3 separate regions of the Ovis aries genome follow, and regions 1 and 3 are each linked to region 2. Evidence: chromatin contacts called from public Hi-C data. All regions are on one chromosome and are shown on one strand. The core of a region is the stretch at or near the end of the contact, and the rest is flanking DNA. Distances in the headings are between cores, read along the strand shown.

What was found. Hi-C and Micro-C count contacts between places; a contact is called where the count stands out from the background.
Region 1: a contact with region 2 is called in a Hi-C map of muscle, with 4 times the contacts expected there. The contact joins the promoter of SBNO1 here to the promoter of DDX55 in region 2. A contact is called at or near these places in 4 of 16 Hi-C or Micro-C datasets (blood, muscle, skin fibroblasts and 1 more).
Region 3: a contact with region 2 is called in a Hi-C map of liver, with 3 times the contacts expected there. The contact joins the promoter of CDK2AP1 here to the promoter of DDX55 in region 2. A contact is called at or near these places in 6 of 16 Hi-C or Micro-C datasets (blood, hypothalamus, liver and 3 more).

What each region holds. Positions count from the first base shown.
Region 1 is chr17:52,278,424-52,282,544 of ARS-UI_Ramb_v3.0, forward strand. It overlaps SBNO1 (strawberry notch homolog 1), which reads left to right and starts at 1,628. Exons shown (of 31, transcript XM_060401102.1): 1 at 1,628-1,776.
Region 2 is chr17:52,117,536-52,121,715 of ARS-UI_Ramb_v3.0, forward strand. DDX55 (DEAD-box helicase 55) reads right to left here and starts at 1,891. Exons shown (of 12, transcript XM_042234557.2): 1 at 1,752-1,891. The coding sequence starts at 1,859.
Region 3 is chr17:52,346,730-52,350,492 of ARS-UI_Ramb_v3.0, forward strand. CDK2AP1 (cyclin dependent kinase 2 associated protein 1) reads left to right here and starts at 1,257. Exons shown (of 4, transcript XM_027956427.3): 1 at 1,257-1,569. The coding sequence starts at 1,515.

The sequences.
Region 1 (4,121 bases), core at 378-2,877, 160 kb after region 2:
GCGACTTAGCAGCAGCAGCAGCAGCACACATATATAATACACAGGAATTGATGCTTTTGAACTGTGGTGTTTGAGAAGACTCTTGAGCGTCCCTTGGACTGCAAGGGGATCAAACTAGTCCATCCTAAAGGAAATCAGTCCTGAATATTCATTGAAGGACTGACGCTCAAGCTGCAATACACCTGATGTGACGAACTGACTCATTAGAAAAGACCCTGATGCTGGGAAAGATTGAAGGAAGGAGGAGAAGGGGACGACAGAGGACGAGATGGTTGGATGGCATCACTGATTGTATGGACATGAGTTTGAGCAAGCTCAGGGAGTTGGTGATGGACAGGAAGCCTGGCCTGTGCCACGGGGTTGCAAAGAGTCGGACACGACGACTGAGCGAATGAACTGAACAATACATATTTATGTATATAGACACTACGTTGGAAGACTCAATTATTCTTGCCGTAATTTTTTTCCCTCTCTCCCCTAGCCCCATACTGTCTCTAGAAGAGCTCACACTTTTACCTCCAAGTTAACCAAACCACTAAATTTGCTTTGAGCACAAGGCGAGTTCGACGCGCCACCGGTAGGGGGCAAGAATCACCCAGCGTGCCCATTACCTAAGCAACGGGTTCAAACAGCATTCTCAGGATGACTTTACAAAAGGGTTACCAAGTTAATTTGTTTATTCTGGGTCAGGTCATTTAGTAGTAGTACCAGTAACAAAAATCATAACGGAGAATACAAAAATAAAAGAGGGGGGTAGCAACAGACCTGCAGCAATCATTAATTGAGAGCAACAGTTTGTTCAGGTTAGTGGGTGTGCGCGAGAAAAAGAGAAAGAGGGGCTAACCGCGCTCTCACTCCTTAGGATCTGATTATGGTAATGAAACAGCCGAGGGGCTCCAGTTACTTGCGGTTTCACATTAAATAAAGTGCTCTGAGCAAGCCTAAGAAACAATAAGTAGGCGAATATTTTCTTCTAGAACTCACTAAGGTAACAAGCGTTTCAAAGTGACAGAGACACTACTAGATAACTTCCTGGGCCAAAGCCACACACCAAAAACGTTTTGAAAACAGCTTCAGGCCCCTCCTAGCCGGACTTTGAAAGTAGGTGTGGCACGCATGCGCCCGGCCCACCAGCTGACCTCCTCGTGGCAAGTCAAAGCACCGACCTTCTTCCCGACAGCCCGCGGGGGAGAAAGGGCGGAGGAACGGAACTCTCGCGAGGTCTTTCGAGCGCCGGCGGAAGCAGTAGACACGTGACTCTCCTAGGCGGCCTTCGCCTTCCCCCCCTCCCCCTTCTCGGAAGCCCGGCCCCCTCACCCCTCGCCCACCCGGGAGCCGCGGTAATGGACCGTTTGGGTTCCGGAATTCCCTTGGATCCAACCACTGGTACCCGGTCGGCGGGAGCGACGGAGTTCGTGCTTGGCGGCGAAGGCAGGGGGCAGTCATGGGGGGGTGGAAATCATCTTCCTTCACCTAGGAGGGAGGCGGGGCGGAGAGGTGCTAGGGAGTGGGGTGTTGTGGGGGGGGGGGAGGGAGGAAGTCACGTGGGTCGCGCGGCGCGCGCTGCGTGCGCGCGGCGCCTCATCCGTCGCCCCACCCCCTCCCCGTGGGGCGGGGGGGCTTGGGGGGAGGGGCGTCAAGATGGCGGCGGGGAGGTAGGCAGAGCCGGACGCCGCTGCTGCCGCCGCCACCGCCGCCTCCGCTCCCGTCGCCTCTGGTTCTTCAAGCTCTAGTCACCTGAGAGAATCTGTTCCGGTGTCGGATCCGGCGGGGAAAGTAAGTCCACCTCTTATCCCTTTTCTGCCTCCACACTCCTTCTCCCGGACAGCCTCCCACTCCCACCCTCTTCAGGGGGCCGTGCAGGGCCGGGCTGAGGGGGGGGCCCGCCACCTCACCCTGGCTTGGGGCCTCCCTCGCCGCCCCCTCCGCTGCGCGCCCCGGGGTCTTCGGGGGCACGGTCCTGGCGGCGGCCCCGCCGCGCTCGTTTCCTCCGCCCGTCAGCGCCGGGCCCTGCGGTCGCCGCGCGTGGAGCTCTCGGGCCCCGAGGGCCCCGCTGTCCGGGGTTGGAGACACCTCGTTTAAGCGAGGAGTCAGCGTCTGCGGACGCCGGCTCCGGCTCTGCTTGGGTCGCCCTCTTTGGTTCCTCAGCTAGACCAGGGGTCTGTGAGGTCCTGGGACCCGCAGGAAAGTGAGCTCCGCAATCCTTCAAAAGTCCTCGTACCCAAGGATTGCTCCGGTTCAGGGCGAGAGTGCGGGGAGCGTCAGGACACCGCACCTACAATTTGCTGGTCACCTCGCCGTCGGGGTGGTGGGGACGGTACGTGGGACACGTGGGGCCACCTTCACGCTTCACCCAGTGATGAGGTTAATTTTGCCCCGAGCTCGCTCGCCCGCCCGCCTCCTAGACGCTAAGCAGGCATTTCTGTGGAGGGGCAAGTCGGTTGGGGATTTGCTTACTTTGAGAGTGTTTGGCGTAACGAGCATCTAAAGTTCCCCAAACCAGTGTATGCTGGTGGTTTCCCAGAAGTGGTTTGAAGTCGGTTTAACCGCTGAGGAGATTTGGATGTTCCTGAACCCTTGTGATTGTTTCTTTCCTGACCCTGGCATCCAGCTCCTCCCCTTTCCACCTCGGCTTTGTGCTTCTGTTTGGTTAATGTTTGCGGACCACTAACTTGATCCTCGCGCAGAGAAGCTCTTTTTTATGTGCGTGCTCGGTTAACTGTGGGAGGCTTTTGTTTTGGGGAGTAGTTGGTTGAGAAACGTGGGAAAAGAACGGGAGAGAAAATGAGAGTCAAAGAAAGCAACGTTTTTATCCATTGAATTGCGCAGCCAATTGTAACTGCACCCGGAAGTTTGTACTGAACACGTGTTGATGAGAGAAGGTTAAAAGCTGGGTCCCCTTTGACCTTTGAAGTTGATTATTAGCAGTTTATGTTGAGTTAAATATTTCATATTCTCAGTGTAACCAGAATTACAGACGGAATGGGGTTCTAAAGTGTCGGCCAAGGAGGGCCCAGAAAGCTGTCAAGTCCTTAGTTGCTCTCTATCGCTGTTCCTCCTAACAGTTGCAGTCACTTAAACCAGCTAACAGTGCGAAGGGATCCCATATTTTCCCAGTTATTTACTGCAGTCACAACTGATTTTTGTAAGCAGTGGGGAAAGCCTTCATCACTGCACAAAAGATAGTCTGTACAGAATTTCTAGGGTAAAATGTAGAATTTACTGCTGGTAGGACATGAGTTTTGCAAGCAAGGGGACGTTTTATTTTCATGTTTAAAGAAGTTGCTTCCAGTGTTTACCTTACCAGAGAAGACATCTTTACCGTTTTCCTCTGGCTTCTGCTTTTTATCTCCCAGTTTATTTCCAGTCTAAATTTATTCCTTACAGTTCTTAAGAAATTTAAGTAAATTTTAGTTCAGTTGCTGGAGAAGTGTTAAAAAGGGAGGCTTAGTGAGTGACTTATAGTTGATGAATTCATTCATCCAGTCATTCGTCCATTGAATGCTTTCATGTTTCAGACAGTTTTACAGGTTTTAAGGGCGTTACTGAGATTACTATTTAAAATGTGCAGTATGGAGGTTTTAAAGTTGTCCTCACGCCCCCCGCCCCAACCCGCGAAGACTTTAGGTACAGATAACATTTTGGCCTTTCTTAGTCTCTAAATTGAGCTTTGATTTGAGATTTGCTGATCTGCTTGTGAAGTAAGAAAGCAGGCAGGTCTGAGGGCTGGTCTTCGCCAATTACCTGGCTTTTCATGAGGCTCCGTGGGTTTTTGAAAATTGGAGTAAAAGAAAGATACTTTCTGAGAGGAATTGTTTTTCATTGAATATCCAATTAGTAACCAACATGATGTAATCCTTAAGTTTTTGCAGTTGTCTTTTTTTATGCTAATTGACAGATCCACTTTGATGTGGCTGAACTGAGTATTAAGGACAGCCTTGGGATACCACTGAAAATTTCTGTAGATGGAAAGGATAGGCTCTTGAAGAGCAGGAACTCTCTTATGAACAAAAAAAATATATATGGTACAAAACCCATCAAATTAATTTGCTTATTTACTTCTTAGGAGACAGTATGTAACACAGAGCAGTGATTTTCAAACCTTTTTACTGTATTCCATA
Region 2 (4,180 bases), core at 641-3,140:
AAGCCCACACACTCTGGAGTCTGTGCCCACAGTGAAGGATCCTGCATGATGCAACAAAGAGCCGATGTAGCCAAATGAATAAATAAATAAATTTTTAAGCAAAAATAGACAAAATGAATTTTTATTTATATTTTATTTAACCTAATATCATCCAAAATATTGTCGGCTCGATGTGTAAGCAATATTTTTTAAATGAATGAGATATTTTTCATTTGTCTTTCATGCTAAGTCCTCAAAATCCATCATAGATTTTTATATTTAGAGTACATCTCAATTTGGACTCACCGTGTTTCAAGTGTTCTTAATAGTCATATGTGAGTGGCTACCACAGTGGACAGCACTGAGACCATGGACTCTAATGGCAAATATTGGGTCCTCTCTGCCCAGCAGTCCCACGGCATGACACACAGCACTGCCTGCCTCCTCCACACCTTTCCTGAGGAGCCTACACACATCTCAACATTCCAAAACAGGACTCTAGATTTTCCCTTTGAAGGCTGTTACCCCTGCCAGCTTTCCTCACCTTAGTAAATAACACCACCAATCACCCAGTCACTAAAGACAAAAACCTCAGGGTCCCTCTAGATTCCTCTTTCCTGACCCCCACATCTGGTCCCTCAGCAACCCGAAAGCTATCTCAAAAGCGACTCCTCAATATCCACAACCTCCTCTCTATTCCAAGCCACCATCACCTCTAACTTGACAACGGCCTCCTAGTGGATGGCCTCGCTTCTTCTCTTACTCCCCTAAAGTCCACTGTCTACACAGCAGTCACGGCCCTTCTCTTCTGCAGCCTCCCATGTAAGACGGCTTCTCACTACATCCAGAATAAAATACAAGATCCCACAAGTAAGACCCTGCGTGGTCAGCCCTCAATTTGCTCATCTCTTACGCTACTCATGATGCCCCAGCCACAAAGGCCTTTCTGTTCCTCCAAGCTCATTCCACTTGTACTGGCATTTCTCTTTGCTGGAATATCCTGCCTCCAGTCATCCCTTGGCCTCCTTCTCATTCAGGTTTCAGCTTAAAGACACCTCCTCCAAGAGGCCTTCTCTTATCTTACCTTCTGCCCTGTACTTTCTTGTCACTGTCTCCTCCACAACACTGATCACCAGCTGAAATTACCTTATTTCTTTACTCCCTTCTCTCTCTTCTGCATTAAAAAGCAAGGGCCGTGAGTCAGGACCAACACTGCAAAATCCCAAGTCTAAAAGAGTACCTGATATTTGTCCTGGAGAAACTGCTTGAATAAATGAGTGAGCTGGACCAAGACACTTCACTTAGCCCACATAACAAGACAACAGGTTACATTTACTGAGGGTCCGTAACATTGTCTTAGGTAATCCTCACAACAATTCTTAGGTAATACTATTTTCGTCATTTCACACGGAAAGGAAATGAAGCTCAGAGAGGTTAAGTCATTTGCTCAAGGTCTCACAGATCTACAGAGGGCAGGGCCAGGATACGAACCAGGTACTTAAAAGCAAGATACGAATTTAAGAGTAGGATACGAGCCAGGCACTTAAGTCCCAGCACCTAAGAGCGGATGGAGGAGAGCTGTTATGAAAACCCTAGTACAGGAGCGCCGCCGCCTGCCGCCTCTGCCTGGCGATCATTAACCAGCCAGGCATCACCCAAGTCGGTGAAGCAGAAAGACGACATGACAAAAAAGTCCCAGCTCTGAATTTCCCTTTCCCAACCTGCCCTCTTGGCACCGAGGGCCCTCCTCCCCCAGGGCCTATGCCGAGTACCTGCACCGGCGTCATGTACGGAAAACCGAGCTCCCGCAAGACACTCAGCACCTGCGGATGCAGCGGCACCGGTAGCGACTCCCAGGAACCCTCCGTCACGTGCTCCATGGTGCGCTCAGCCACCGAGCTACTACCCGGACGCCTCCCGGGAGCACTTCCGCTTCCGGTCGCCAAGCCGGCCGCCCGGAAACCGCACTCCCTTCGCAAAGATCCGGAAGGCGGGAAAGGCACCTTTGGAGCAGGAGAGTGGAAAGCCGACTTCTGGCGAATAAAAGCGGGCGGCGGGAACCCGGCTGGAGTAGTGCCATTCGTCCAGTGCAACCGCCTAGGCTCCGGGCGCCTTTCCACACCGAGCAGGCATTTGGGCGGGAGGGATTTTGCCCCGGCTCTCACACTCTCCCCGCCGGTCGGAGGTCCCCGCCAGTCGGAGACAGATGGCAGCACAACACCGCATCCTGGCCAAAGGACAGTAGGTCCGGAGGGAGTGGACAGAAATGTACCCCAATTCCGGAGCCCTAGATAGGCAAATAGACTGATGGTGCGGATCCACTGCCTGGGAGAAAATAAATATTGATTTACTTCCATGAAGTTAGGTCAGAGACCTAAATAAGAACACTGTATCTTATTCCTGTGTTCACTACTGGATTGTTTCATGCACGTGTACAACTGATTCAGGAAGCTGTTCAGTTCAGTTCAGTTCAGTCTGTCGTGTCCGACTCTTTGCGACCCCATGAATCGCAGCACGCCAGGCCTCCCTGTCCATCACCAACTCTCGGGGTTCACTCAAACTAACATCCATCGAGTCGGTGATGCTATCCAGCCATCTCACCCTCTGTCGTCCCCTTCTCCTCCTGCCCCCGTCCCTCCCCAGCATCAGAGTCTTTTCCAATGAGTCAGCTCTTCACATGAGGTGGCCAAAGTACTGGAGTTTCAGCTTCAGCATCAGTCCTTCCAAAGAACACCCAGGACTGATCTCCTTTAGAATGGACTGGTTGGATCTCCTTGCAGTCCAAGGGACTCTCAAGAGTCTTCTCCAACACCACAGTTCAAAAGCATCAATTCTTTGGCGCTCAGCTTTCTTCACAGTCCAACTCTCACATCCATACATGACCACTAGAAAAACCGTAGCCTTGACTAGATGGACCTTTGTTGGCAAAGTAATGTCTTTGCTTTTCAATATGCTGTCTAGGCTGGTCATAACTTTCCTTCCAAGGAGTAAGCATCTTTTAATTTCATGGCTGCAGTCACTATCTGCAGTGATTTTGGAGCCCCCAAAAAGAAAGTCTGACACTGTTTCCACTGTTTCCCCATCTATTTCCCATGAAGTGATGGGACCAGATGCCATGATCTTAGTTTTCTGAATGTTGGGCCTTGCCAGTGGCTGGGCTTCCCTAGTGGCTCAGACGGTGAAGTTATCTGCCTGCAGGGCAGGAGACCCGAGTTCTATCATGGATACAGAAGATCCCCTGGAGGAGGGCAGGGCAACCCACTCCAGTCAGGGACTTCCCTGGTGGTCTGGTGGTTAAGAACTCGCCTTTGGGCTTCACTGGTGGGTCAGACAGTAAAGAGTCTGCCCACATGGGGGAGACCTGGGTTCCATCCCTGGATCAGGAAGCTCCTCTGGAAGAGGAAATGTCAACCCACTCTGGTATTCTTACCTAGAATACTCCATGGATGGAGGAGCCTGGGTGGGTTACAGTCCATGGGGTCGCAGAGTCAGACACAACTGTGTTTCGGTTAAGACTATTATGCCTTGGGCCCGTATCTTCAGCTTGTCTTGCTCCCTACATCCATAAGGACTTTTGAAATGTCACCAGTGATGCCTTCCCTTCATAATCACTAAAACTATTTGCCCTTTTTCACTTTCCCCCATAACACATTATTAATATGCCATATAATTTATATGACTAGGCTCATCTCCCCCACTAAAAGTTGGATAAAGGGGATTTTCCTCTATTTTATTTCAGTGACTACAACTGGTAGCACCAGGCAGTCACCCAGATATTTTCAGTTCAGTTCACTCAGTCGTGTCCGACTCCTTGGGACCCTGTGAATTGCAGCACGCCAGGCCTCCCTGTCCATCACCAACTCCTGGAGTCTTCACAAACTCATGTCCATCAACTCGGTGATGCCATCCAGCCATCTCATCCTCTGTCGTCCCCTTCTCCTCCTGCCCCCAATCCCTCCCAGCATCAAGTTCTTTTCCAATGAATCAACTGTTCACATGACGTGGCCAAAGTATGAGTAAATGGGAGTAATACTGTAAATTGCTGGAGAAGGCAATGGCACCCCACTCCAGTACTCTTGCCTGGAAAATCCCATGGACGGAGGAGCCTGGTAGGCTGCAGTCCATGGGGTCGCTAAGAGTTGGACACAACTGAGCAACTTCACTTTCACTTTTCCCTTTCATACACTGCAGAAGGAAATGG
Region 3 (3,763 bases), core at 7-2,506, 230 kb after region 2:
TTTAAATCATGTTAAATAAAAAAGATTAATTTCATCAGTTTTTACTTTTTGAAATGTGATTATTTAAATTGTTAAAATATATATGTGGCTTGCAATACTTTTCTATTGGACAGTGCTACTCTAGAGTATTGGTCCCCTGAGAGCAGGGTAGGAAAAGGATGATATTAATTTACCCCCGAACTAACACTTCGCTGAACATCCTTGACGGAACCAGCCTAAAGCTGATCACAAGCGATCCTGGGAAGAGGGGTGTCGCTTGTACCTTCACTTCTAAAGGAAGGAGGGAGGGAATGGGTGTATCCTTTACCTCTGGGGCAATAAGAATTCTCACTAGATCCAGATGTATCTGAAAGTCTGTAGCTAATAAAAGATATTTGCAAAGCAGGGCGATTAAAAATGGCAGAAAAGGGCGGGCATCTTGTGTCTTTTGAGAAGATTTACTATTTAAGGAGAACTCCAAGAAATAATACCTTCAAAAGCTTCATCATCTGATGTAAAATAAATTTCATGATTGCAATTCAGTCAGATTTGAGAAGTGGGCTGTGGTGGGGTAGGAAGAGGGTCAAAAATTGCAATGTAATCTCCAGGAGAGAAGAAACTTGGTCAAGTTTATTCTTGTCTTAGCGCCTAGAACAGTGCTCGCCACACAGCAGGCGCTTTTTAAATATTTGAACGAGTTAAGATGCAAAATTAGGTGGATGAGACGGTGTGTTTTTCGCGGGAGGAGGCCTTTGGCTTTTGTCCAGTGTCAAAGGAGTCTAGGCCGCCAAGGGGTTAACAACCACTTAATACCGACAGGGACGTGAAATTTATTTGAAATCAATGTCAAGAATTGGTTGATCTTATTCTGGGGAGAAGGCAGACCTCGGCGTCTGGAATGATCTACGTGCTTAAAAATACCACTCGCCACCATTTTCTCCAGGTAATTTTCCATCCCTGCCCCCACAGTCAAGGAGGGGGGGGGGCGAAAAAGTAATTCCGCAATCCTACCTAGCTTTAGAGAAAAAAAAAAAAAAAGAAAAAATGAATCGGTACAGCAACAAATCTCCAGGCATCGCCAGCGCAGCAGAAGAAGGGGACCCAGGTGGGCCTCGGGCACTGCCGGGACCCCAGCCCCCCAAACTTTGCCAAGTTGCGGGCGCCGAGTGCGCCCGGAGGCGCGGGGCGCGGCCGCGGGCGGCACCGCCCCCTGACGCCCGGCCGCGGCGCGCCGGGCCGCCCCCTCCCGGCCCCGGCCGGCCCCGCTGGCTCCGCTCAAAGTTTGCGGCCGCCCCTGCGCCCGCGCGCCCGCCCGATGTATGGGTGATATACTGCAGCGGGTGTCAGGGTGAGGGACGGCCATATTTGCCGGTGCGGCCCGAGCCGTCAACAACAAAAAGTGCGCGGGAGCTCGGCGGGCGCACGGACGGGCGCACGGACGCCAGGACCGCCTCGCCGCCGCCGGGTCTCGCCGCCGCCGCCGCCCTCGCGGGCCGGGCCCCGCTGCGCCCCGGCGCGCCCCGCCGCTCGGGGGGATGTCTTACAAACCGAACTTGACCGCGCACATGCCTGCCGCCTCCCTCAACGCCGGTGAGTGAGTGCGCCTCGCGGGCTGCGCGCGCCGCGCCCCAAGTGCAGCCAAGTTGGGGGCTCGCGCGCCCGGCCCCGGCCCCGGCTCCCGGGAGCCCGCGGCGGCCGGGGTCGGCGGGCACCGGGTCCCGGCCCGGGGCAGCGCGGCCGCCGCCGCCATGATTCCGGCGCGCGCGCTGCCAAAGTTCGCGGGTGCGACCCGCGCCGCGCCGGGCCTCGGGTCGGGCCGGGGCTGGGGCCCGGGTCGCGGGCGGCCGCCGCGGTCCCCCCCACGCCGGCGGCCCCGGCTTGTGGGGAGCGCGGCGAGCGAGGGCGGGGGAGGCTTTCTCGGCTCCTTTTTCCTCCGGCTTTTGGGCGGCTCGGCGAGGGCCCCTGCCGGCGGGAATCGGGAGCGGCCCGGTCGCGCCGGGAGCGGGGCGCCGGGAGCGGGGCGCCGGGAGCGGGGCGCGGGTCCGCCCTTGGGGACCTGAGGGGCAGGCCCGGGCGGGGGGTCCGGGAGGCAGGGGTGCACGTGAGCAAGGCCGGGCCACGCGCAGGCGGCGCTGCGGGGCGGCGAGAGCGCCAGGTTGCAGCCGCTCCCGAGGGCGCGGGGCCGCTGGGGTCACCGGCGGTGCAGGGGAGGTGGTCTGTGGACGCCCGCCCGGCCTGGCGTGGGGGAGCAGGTGCCCAAAACGGGGCGCACGGGAGGTCCCCTCAGGCGTGCGCGAAGTGAGAGAAGTTGAAGAAGACCGGGGGCTTCGGAGTTGCCTGCAGGCGGAGGGCGGGGGAGGCATTGAGCCGGGGTCCCGGCTTGGAGCCCCCAAGTCTAGGTTTAGAGGGGCCTCCTCCAGGAGCAGTGCTCTCCGTGTGCTGGGGCTGAAGCTGGGCGGTCCCAGAAAACTCCTGCATAAGTTGTCCGGAAGCTTTAGGCTGAGTCTGGGGGTCTTGCCTCAGAGACCGGGGCGGGGGCGGGGTGTGTGTGTGGCAAGGGGGCACGCGGGATGTGTGTGGCTGGTGGTAAAATTTTGTGGGGTTCGTAGGTGACTGACTGCCCCCTCTCACCGAGGTTCTCCTTTAGACTCTTGGTGGGAAACTTCCAAAAAAGCGAGGTGCATGGGGGTAGGGGTGGAGGCAGGGGCTTGGCAGGAAGGAAATGGGCCTCCCTGGTCAGAAGTGCCACGCTGGCAGTTGGCCGAAAGTTTTGGGCCTTGTCTTCTAATGTTAACTCGATAACTCCAAAATCTGAAGGGCGCCCCAGAAAAGCACTAAGTGTATGTCCATGTACGTATATACCTATACGTAGGTGTATATATGTGTGTGTGTGTTTAACTTCTTGGACAGAGATTTGGGGATTGGAAAGGGTTAAGATTCAGGGTGTGGATGGCTGTGGGGGTAGATAGTTTAGTTGGTCAAGTGTGGGCTCTGTCTGAGCCCCAAGAGCAAACGGCCCCTATTTTCAGCTGAAATGTTCTCATCTCTCGGGTCTGCACACCTTAAGAGGCAGGCTTTGTGGCCAATGTTTCTCACTGCCTCCCTCATCTGACTCTGGGGTGGGATGGGTGGAGGGTCTTGCCGCCGGCCCAGGTGGGCAGGAAGTCTCAGGTTCCCCTGGTGCAGTTGAGGCAGGGACCCTGAACCTGGCCCTTTGGGGACTGGGGTCCCAGAGGGAGCAAGCCACCCGCTTAGGCACCCTGAAGCCCTGCTCTGGGCTGGCTAGCACCTGTGCCCAGATTGTCTTCCTTCTCCTGTGGTGAACTCCAGGAGGAGCGCTGAGGTCTCCAGATCTCTGGTGTTCGGGTGAGGGGCCACCTGCCCCCTGCCCTGAGCGTGGACCCCTTTAGAAAGCCCGCATCTCCCTGAGCCATTTGCATCCAAGATGGACTCTCCACTGCCGCTCCTCCGGCTTCCTTGTCATCATCCCTCACGCCCTCCAGCCCTGCCTCCTGCTCGCGAGTTGCCAAGCCGCGGCCTGGCCGGCGGTGGCAGTGGCGGAGTTAGACAAAGCCCCCGCCTCCCCGCCAGAGAGCCCCCCCAGGCGCCCCAAGTGGCGGGAAGGCCGCCAGCTCCCCAGGCCCGGGCCGCTCTTTGTCTGGCGTGGGGGCGGGGAGCCGCGCCTGGCCCCAGGAGCTGCTGGCCTTTGCCAATCCCTCCCTCGGCTCAGGGCCCTCCCTGGTCCCCGCACACTGCGCGCATTGTCTGCGATGCTCTGAGACGA